Linked DNA regions of Mus musculus: regions 2 and 3 are each linked to region 1. Evidence: chromatin contacts called from public HiChIP or PLAC-seq and Micro-C data. All regions are on one chromosome and are shown on one strand. Each heading gives the region's core, a stretch centred on a gene start, on an enhancer-like site or on the middle of the called end of the contact. The rest is flanking DNA. Distances are from core to core; before and after follow the strand shown. Region 1 holds the start of Xrcc5 (X-ray repair complementing defective repair in Chinese hamster cells 5). Region 2 overlaps Marchf4 (membrane associated ring-CH-type finger 4). Region 3 has its middle 13 kb from the start of Marchf4.

The links. HiChIP or PLAC-seq counts read pairs in DNA pulled down with a chosen protein or histone mark. A called contact is a pair of places that touch in the nucleus more often than the background predicts.
Region 2: a contact with region 1 is called in a Micro-C map of trophoblast stem cells, with 1.9 times the contacts expected there. The contact joins the enhancer-like site here to the promoter of Xrcc5 in region 1. A contact is called at or near these places in 1 of 39 promoter capture datasets (the C10 cell line) and 5 of 484 Hi-C or Micro-C datasets (the HL-1 cell line, the N1E-115 cell line, embryonic stem cells and 2 more).
Region 3: a contact with region 1 is called in a CTCF HiChIP or PLAC-seq map of the NIH/3T3 cell line, with 12 read pairs. The contact joins the enhancer-like site here to the promoter of Xrcc5 in region 1. A contact is called at or near these places in 6 of 39 promoter capture datasets (the C10 cell line, the HPC-7 cell line, cranial neural crest and 3 more), 1 of 15 datasets of contacts at CTCF or cohesin (the NIH/3T3 cell line), 4 of 484 Hi-C or Micro-C datasets (the C2C12 cell line, cumulus cells, nephron progenitors and 1 more), 11 of 115 datasets of contacts at active chromatin or transcription factors (the NIH/3T3 cell line, the SCID.adh cell line, bone marrow-derived macrophages and 8 more) and 3 of 9 other capture datasets (embryonic stem cells, liver and pancreatic islet).

What each region holds. Positions count from the first base shown.
Region 1 is chr1:72,305,655-72,308,720 of GRCm38.p6, forward strand. Xrcc5 (X-ray repair complementing defective repair in Chinese hamster cells 5) reads left to right here and starts at 1,767. Exons shown (of 21, transcript NM_009533.2): 1 at 1,767-1,913. The coding sequence starts at 1,893.
Region 2 is chr1:72,488,831-72,491,808 of GRCm38.p6, forward strand. All of the region lies in intron 1 of Marchf4 (membrane associated ring-CH-type finger 4), which reads right to left. Among named protein-coding and RNA genes, the nearest start is that of Marchf4, 47 kb to the right of the region's middle. Within about 2 kb of position 1,546, at least 36 of the 459 cell types and tissues checked have an H3K27ac peak or open chromatin away from gene starts, as enhancers often do. A contact at or near this core is called in the N1E-115 cell line, embryonic stem cells and trophoblast stem cells, where this site is marked.
Region 3 is chr1:72,549,091-72,552,044 of GRCm38.p6, forward strand. It overlaps a transcript of Smarcal1 not described here. Among named protein-coding and RNA genes, the nearest start is that of Marchf4, 13 kb to the left of the region's middle. Within about 2 kb of position 1,426, at least 10 of the 459 cell types and tissues checked have an H3K27ac peak or open chromatin away from gene starts, as enhancers often do. A contact at or near this core is called in the NIH/3T3 cell line and pancreatic cancer cells, where this site is marked.

The DNA of each region.
Region 1 (3,066 bases), core at 517-3,016:
GGAAGTGTGTGTGTGTGTGTGTGTGTGTGTGTGTGTCTGTAGAAACGAGGGAGTAAAAGAAACAGAAGGGATGGAGGGAGGGAGAGAGAAGGAGGAGGGGAGAGAGGGGGAAAAAGAGAAGAGGGAGAGAGGAAGAGAAAAGAGAGACTCTATCCGAGATGGAACTATGACACAGCTTGCAAACATTCTCTGTGGTAAAGCCCTAGTAACTCTAAAGATGAACCATAGTAAAACTATAACTAGAAATAACGTTTCAGTTTCAAAAAATTCTCTAGTCTGAATAAAAGCATGGAAGAGTCCTCTGGGTGCGAAGTGTCTGTCTAGACACCACTGTGTTTATTTTAAAATTTTTATTTGTTTATTTTCTGTGTATGAGTGTTTTGCCCGTATGTAGGTTTGTGTATCACATGGGTGCCTGGTGTCCTCAGAACCCAGAAGAGGGTATGGGATCCTCTGGAACAGGAGTTACTGATGGCCGTGAGCTGTAATATGTGAACTGAACCCCAGTCCTGTTCAAGAGCAGCGAATGTATTTAACTGTTGAGCCATCTCTCGAACCCTATCAGCTTCGATTTTTAAACCTTCATTCCCTGAAGGCTTCTTCAAAAATTCTCCAAATCATATCAATTTTAGTGCCTGTTTTCTTGGGACCATTTTCAACAAAAGAGAATCTGATTGAACGTTTCCCACATTGAACAGAGGTTTGCAGACATTTTCCAGGTCTCTGGACCTTTTGTCCAACCACCTGCAGCTTGTGAGTCATTTTTGTATAGAAAACAGGCAGTTTCTGTGCAAGGGTTATCAGAAGGGAAGAACTGCAGGGCAATTTCCTTGCAAATGAGTGGTGAACACTCACGGGAATTGACAGCCTCCATCTCTAGAAAAGGGCATCTTTCCCAGCCACAGACACGCCAGGGTAGTAGGAAATTCTTCCCAGAGGCTAAGGTGTTTTAACCACTTTGTCTGTAGAGTTGAATGCCTTTCCTACTTTTTCTTCCTTTTTAAAGATTTATTTATTTATTTAATATATGTGAGTACACTGTAGCTGTCTTCAGACACACCAGAAGAGGGCATCAGATCCCATTACAGATGGTTGTGAGCCATCTTTTTCTTTTAACTCGGTGAACTCTCACTCTTCTCTTTGGACGTTGATCTAAGGTCATCGTGTTCATGGTTTTTTTTTTTTTAGTATCATATTTAGAAGGCCTTTAGAGGAGTTAAGTGACTTCGTGGATTCATCTTACACAGGGGACTTTTAACTCCAGAGTGCCAATACAAATTGCTAGCGAAAGGGATTATTATCAATTGAGTAATAGCAATTATTATTTTTTTTTTAGTTTTAAAAATCATGTATGCACGCGGCTGCATGTGGGTATGTGCATTGAGTGGAGGCCAGAAGAGGGCGTCAGATCCGCGGAAGGCTGATGTAGGTGCTGGGCTTTGAAATACCCTTGCGAAAACAGTACACATTCCTAACCTGGGACCCTTTCCCTTTAACCCCCTATTTACTTTTTTACTATTAAACTTGTTATTTTAAATTTATTTATTTACTTATTGTGATGTGTGGGACACGTGGAGATCAGAGGGCAACTTGTGGAATTGGTTCTTTTTCTCCACAATATGGGTGCCTGGAGCTTGAATGGGCTCGTCAGGCTTGATGACAAATGTCTTAGACGGCAGAGCCATTTCTCCAGCCCAGTACTGACTGGCTTTTAGCGGCTCAGAGAACAAAGCCTTGCCTAAGGAGGCAGGGAGAGAATTCTGCGCATGCTCAGAGCCCATGGCTTCCCCGCCTTGCACGCGGGACGTCTGGATCTGTGGGTTGCCCGGAACTGAGTTGCGACACTCTAGGTTTCCGCCCGGAAAAAGTAATCAAATCACCTGAGGACCAGCATGGCGTGGTCCGGTAATAAGGTACCGAGAGCAGGGCCTTTTGCCTTTCCTAAGCCGGGGATCTCTAGAGGGTGGAAGCTGTGGGAATCGCAGCTGAGTCAGCACTGAAGGATGGATGCTCAAAACGAAAGACTTGGGGTTCGGAGTTCTGCATTTGAGTCTTGTGCACCTTCACGCTTCCGAAATCCTCCCTCCTGCTTCTCCAGCCTCTCACCCTTCCCTCCTCCCTCGTTGCTTCAGTTTACTTTCTATCCACGCCACCTGCTAACACAGACGTCCTTTATTGCTTCCGAACCTGGGTTCTAAAAATCTTTGTAAGTTATCGAGGATAGATCCCCTACATGCCAGGCTCGTAAAACTTCAGAGGGGTTTTGTGATTCTGTGAATGAAATAACTCAAGGTGTAATATTACGTAATATTATGACCTTCATAATAATTTAAAAATCTCGAATTTATTGAAAGCTTACTGTGTGAGGCACAACTAAGCCCTTTATTCCTATTTAATTAAATCTTCACACCAAACCGTGAGACGACCATTATTACCCTTAGCTTGTCAGTAGGAGAACCAAGCAAGACATGAAGAACTGAAGTGATTAGAACGTGGTCACCCTTTCCATGAGTGGTAACATGTGAATGGGAATTCATTCGGAGCTCTGAAAGAAAAGCAAAACAGAATGCTCAATTTCTAAGAATCTATGATCTTAGAATCCTAGATTAATAATGGAAATTACTGTAAACTTTAGAGAGGTTGTTTTTGATCACTAGAGAGAGATGCAATGGCAAGGATCCATTCATTCGTTTAATACAAACAAGATAGGGGTTCAATAACGGAGCTCTGTTTTCCTCCACCCCCATTTGGGAATTTGATGAAATTATGAACCCATAATGATGTTGCTCGCTTCCTTTGTTCCTCTGCCTTCAGTTGCTGAGAACTTTGTAGCTCCCGTGAAGGACTTACTGTGGCAGATGTACTTGATAAAATTCTAGCAGGTTGTATTGCTTCAGTGTGGTAATGAAGAGCTGCAGTACCCTCCCAGTTTGTCTTCCCTGGTTTTCTTACTGCTTCCAAAGACTTTAAATTATCATAAACCATTCTTCCAGACCAGAATTTACACTGTCAAACTCTTTGATGCCTTACTCTGAATCTCTAATTCTTGACAAAAGACTCCCAGTC
Region 2 (2,978 bases), core at 296-2,795, 180 kb after region 1:
GCAGGCAAAGCACCCATATATAGAAAATAGGGAGGGAGGGAGGGAGGGAGGGAGGGAGGGAGGGAGGGAGGGAGGGAGGGAGGAAGACCCACTCAGACCATTGGGAGTTACCATTTTCACTCCTGGGAATGGTAAAGATTTAAAGACAATCCTCAGTCTCAAGGCAGGTGGAGTCAAGAGATCCTCCCATGCTGGTGGGGCGAGCACCAGCACGTACTCGTATCCTTCAACTCGGTAAGTCCATGTTTAGGGAATATATCATAAGAAAGTTCCCTCAGTTCCCTCGGAATATTCAACTGTGAGGACATTTGCTCTAGAATATTCCACCATGCCTAAAACTCAGAGCCAGCGCTTCTCAGCCTTTTGGCTGAGACCAAGTACTTTATATGCTATCCACTGAATAGCTGATGCACACTGTATCTGAAGACAACATACTGGCTGGATTGGTAGGAACACCAAAATAGCCTAGGAGCCTGCTGTGGTCACTGTCTATGTTAACCTGGCATTGCAGTACCTGCAGGAATGGTGTGTCCTGCGGGGGAACTTACAACAACCAGAAGTCCTTTTCCCAGAATGGATCACAGGGGAATCACTAAGAATGACTTTGTTCAACTTACATTTAGTCGACGTGCTCAGGATGCAGGATGTTAAGTTTTTTTTTTTTTAAAAGTATCTTACAAAATAGCATTTATGATAGTGTTCAATTTTGTTTTAAAATATTGTGTATACGGGGCTGGAGAGATGGACCAGCAGTTAAGACCACTGGCTGCTCTTGCAGAGGACCTGGGTTTGTTTGTGGAGCAGGTCACAAGCATCTCTAACTCCAGTTCCAGGGAATCTCATGCCCTCTTCTGACTTCTGTGGGCACCAGGCATCTGCGCACACACGGTGCTTATCTACCTGCAGCCAAAACGTTCATGTATATTTTTAAAAAATCTTTAAAAAGAGATTGTATGCCCTCAAAACATTGTTTTGCTTCTTGCTTGCTTTTTGACACTTTGTCCTGCAGGCTGGCCTCGAACCTGAGACCTCCCTGGGTCTCTCCACTCCTGCAATTTTGGATTCAAGTCACCACTCTGGTCAGCTGTCCTCAAAATATTAAGAGTGTTTATCTGGTTGATAAGATTAAATGTACTTTCAGTTTTCTTCTTTATAGTCTATATATGTTGTGTGGCCTTTTCTGGAATAAGCTTTTCTTTTTTAATACTAAGAAAATAAGTTAAAGTCGTTTTCATAAGGAGATGGATAAAATGTGAGTCAGGGCAGCCAGTACTCTGGGGCAGGAAGGACTGGAAGGTAATCCTCTTTGGTATCCTCCCCATGGGCCCTGTTTGATCAGCCTGGCCACATGAGCCCTTGGGAGCAGGCTAATCCTCAGAGGAGGGGATATGCTTCTCCTATACCTCTCTGTCCCCGGTTTAGACTCAGTTGCCAAACACCTAAGCTTTGGGCTCAGTGTGTTCTCTTTCCCTAGAGAAACAAAGCCCTCTGCACGCTCTGCTTCACTGAGTGGCTGGGGGCCAAGTCACCACAGCCTCAGATGCAGGTGTCTGGGGTGACAAAGAGCGACATCTCGCCTCCAGAATAAGGGCAGCTCTTCCGCCTTCAAGGCTGCGAAATGTCAGGCGTGATTAGAAAGGTCACTTGTCCTGACAGCTCTCCGTGCTTCCTGGAGAGCAGCCTTCCTACTGTGATCATTCTTAATTGTGCTTCCTGTGGTGGGTGCTAGCCTGCCCAATTTCTTATAATGACAGAAGCCCCACCTTCCACCCATCCTACACCCAGGGAGGGGGCAAGGGAAGGGAGAGAGGGGGGAGGGGGAGGAGGAGGGAGAAGGAGAGGAAAAGGGAACGAGAACACAAGATCACAAAACTTGGGGGGGGGGGGGGAGAAGAACAAGAGAATTCTCAGCCGAGAGTGCCAGCTGGCTTTCTAGGAACAGTGTTTGTGGTTATAAAAGGAAACATCTTTGAAGGGAAGGTGGCCACTCTCCTGGGCCAAGAGTCTTAGTTGGGGAGGAAAAGAGAATAAGGGAGGAGACATGCCTCCAAATCAATACACAAAGCTAAGGATGGTGCTTGAGGCAGAAATTCTCCAAGGCTCAGCATGCCTTGCCCCACCCCAGGAACTCCCATGCTGCAGATCTGGGACATTGCACAAAAAGTGCATTTACATGAAAAGCGCAGTGTGGCCTGAAGGCAAGTGGTCTGGGTGCCCTGCTCTCAGAAACCCACCCTAAAGGCTGAGAATGGGCGTGTTTAAGAACCCAATTCCTGGACATATCAGAGGAACCTAAGTAGAGGGTCAGAGATGGGTTGCCTGGAGGGACAGAGAAGGGACAGAGAACTTCTGAAGCACGGGGCAGCTAGGAAGGGCTTCCGGGTCCAAGCAGTACAAGCCTGCTGTGGGTGTCTCCCTGTAGCCCTCAGCTTTCTCATTGCTGTGCTGAAATATCTGAGGAGCAGGTCGTTTGTAAAGAAGAGAGATTCGTTTGGGTTCAGAATTCTGGAGGCGAAAGTTGGAGGAGCCATATTTGCTGATGGCCTCCTTTCTGGCAGAGTCCCAAGGTGACACAGGGAATCTTGAAGTGACAGGAAGCCCCCCTTACCCCTGATTTAAAGTCACTAGGATTCAATCTCAGGCGTTCTGTCCAATTTGCCTAATCCAAACTGAATGCATTTCCCAAGGCTCCCGTCTCTACACATCAGATTAAGCCTCACAACAAAGATCAAACTCCAGCATGAGTAGGATAAACCGCACTTAAGATGAATCACATTCTCCATTCTTTAAGCCACAGTCTCCAATTTGTATTCTTTTAGAAGATGTGCCCTCTGATGATATTGATATTTTAGCTGGCCAACTACCTTACAGAAGATTAAATGTTTAACAGTGTTATTTTCTCTCTCTCTCTCTCTCTCTCTCTCTCTGTGTGTATGTGTGTGTGTGTATTTCTGCATGCGATTTATATGTTTGTGTAT
Region 3 (2,954 bases), core at 176-2,675, 240 kb after region 1:
AGCATCTTCTAGCCAACAACCGGTGAACAGCCAAGTTGACCGTGGACTGAATCCTGCCAGCCACCCTGTAAGTGAACTTGGAAATGGATCATTTCCCTACTGTGCTTTGATATGATGTCAGAATTGCCCCACATCTTTACAAACATTCATGAGGAGTGTGGGTCAAAGGAGGCATTTGAGCTAAGCCTCTCTAAGCTGTAGAAACCTTTAGACAAACAGAGCTGATCAAGCTGTCTAAACTGTCACTGCTCACCTCCAACACATGCAGAGGTCATCCCCCCACCCCACTCCATCTCTCTCCATCAGACTCCATTTTTAAACAGCACCTTGGAAGGAGAGAGAATGTTAAGGAGAAGCTCCCACTGACTCTGACAATAGAGAACAAGTCCCAGATGGCTAAGATCCCACGAGCAGGGGGTAGCAGTGCTGTTTTCTCCATGTCCCCTTTTGGACTTGAGATTTCAAGGGCAGAGTTTGTGGTTGTTCTTATTTTTTGATGCTATGCGCATAGTTGGTGGTGCATAGTTGGTCCTCAATAAATATTTGTTTAATGGTTTGTGCCCTTCATCACCACACTCATCATCACTGTAAGCATAGTTCTCTTTTGTGCATGCATCATAAGAATCCCCAGCTACACTGAGGCCTCATCTCAACCAATATTCTTTTTTTTAACCTTTTTTTAATAGGATATTTTGCTTATTTATCAACCAATATTCTTAACCTCCTCCTTCAGGTTTTGCCGCCAAACCACAGACAAAGACTAATTTGAAATGGAATTTAATTTCTGGTCCTTTTCCTGCTCTTCATTCATTTCATCCTATCCCATCTTTCTGAATGAATTTCCAGTGAACAGAAAAGTGTCCCTAAATGAGAGTAAAATATCGAGTTTGGGAATAATTTATTATGTAACAAGTGATAACTTATAGATAAAGACATTTGGTATTAGTCGACGTGCCCAGGTTTTAGACCTTGACCTTGGACAATGCTCAGACAGGTGGTCTGTCTCTAATCTTTCCAAACCCTGACTCTCAGCAGCAAGCACAGAGCTAAGCTCTCACCTTTCAACTCTCAGCCTCTGTGATGAGAGCTAGCTTGTCTCCTGTGTGACTTCACATTATCTCCAGACACAAGTACAAAGTAATTTTCAAATCATTATCAGCAAGAAGCAACGTAGTGAAATAATAAAAAAAAAAGTGTTCAATAGAGATTTGCTTGTTTACAAGATTAAGTCTACACTATTCCCAGAGACAGCAATATAATAGAGAGGAAGACATCTATGACCTCATATAGTTTATAGCTTAGTGAGAAAAAGAGACAAGTGAGCAAAATGAGTAGAATAAGCTAATTTCCTCTAGTAGTAAGTGCTATAAAGAACATAAACAGAGACATGTGATAGGGGATGACTCAGTGGTATGTGACTCAGTGGTATGTGTGTTGATGGGGAAAATCGAAACCATCTCCAAGTGTAAATGCAAGCATGGAGAAGAGACCAGTAAAGAGAATCTGAGGCCGAGAGCAGGCAGCAAGCAAAGACAGCCATGTTGGCACATCATGAGCAATAGCAAGTTGGCTGGTTGGAGGCCAGGTGATTTGGAAGGGAGAAAGGATGAATTGCAAGCACAGTGCAAGAGCCCTGTGTAATGTCATTTGGTAATGGGGAGTGAGTTTAATTCCATAGGAGCATGGAAGCCATCGAGGATTAAAACCAATGGATGGTGAGAGGATGTGGTACCCATCTAAGAGATCACTCGGGTTGCTGACCAAGCTATGAGCTAGAAGTGGGCAGAATGGAAACATGGATACTATGTATCAGAATGACCCTAGTGATTGGCTAAACCAGGCCTTCCATTTCTCAATCTGCAAAATAGTTATTTGGGAACAGAAAAGAAATGTGGCCCTTTCTGGCTTCATCATTCCACGGTCCTCGTGTGGACCTGCATCTGAGCCAAGTTCTTCCCTGTGAATGGAAAATAAGTCTCTAGTTTCTGACTCACCACATGGCATGGTCATCTGATGATCAGCTTAGCATTGTTTTTACCTTCCTCTCTAAGGCTCCTCCCTGGTGCCTGGAACCACCTAGATGGCCTCTTCTCCTTGCTCTCTCCACGGCTTTGAACTGTCTTTCGGGGTTTCTAGTTTGGTGATGGTTCTGGGGAGATGACACAGGCCAACCTGCTTCATCTCAGCACTAGTCCTGTAGCTCACCTCCTGTGCCCACAAATGGTTTCAGCCCTTCTGAGCTCCTTCTGGGAAGGCAAATGGTATCATGAAATATTCAGGGAGCCTTCAGTGGACATGCCAAAAGGAACCTGCTTCCCAACTGTACTGAGGGAATGGCCGCCTGCTCAGTCAGACTGGTAGGAGAAAGTTAGTTGGTGTTTCCCAAGGCTCTTTTCCTGACTGGTCCACTCCACACACTGTCTCAGAACACAGGGACTTTTGCTCTGCATGGGGAAAACCAGACCATAGCCCACTAGCATCCTACAAACTTGTTTGAGTCACATGTTACGACTATGCATGGGATTACAGGTGTCTGAGAGGTATATATACTTCAGCATTCATAGCCTTCAATCAGAATATAATCTGATTTTACGTCAGGCCTCCCAGCTCACAGGTGAACAGCGATACGCACCCACATGCTTTAAACTTTAGCCATGTACATATAACCCATTTTAACAGAGGGACCACTTAATGCAGTGTTGCTTTAAAAAGAGCTTTTTAAAATGGCTATCCAATGTGCACATGTAGATCGATAGCCAGACAGATAGAAGTATTGATTTTTTAAAGATACAGAACAATAATAAAACCTTGAATTTATATACCTTCCCCTCTTGGGGGGACTCACAATGTATGTCTCTTTTCCCTATGTAGAAAGTACCCACCTGTGCAAGAGATTGGAAATAGTTAACATTAAAAAACACTAGTAGTGGTCTATCACATGCTAATTTAGGCAC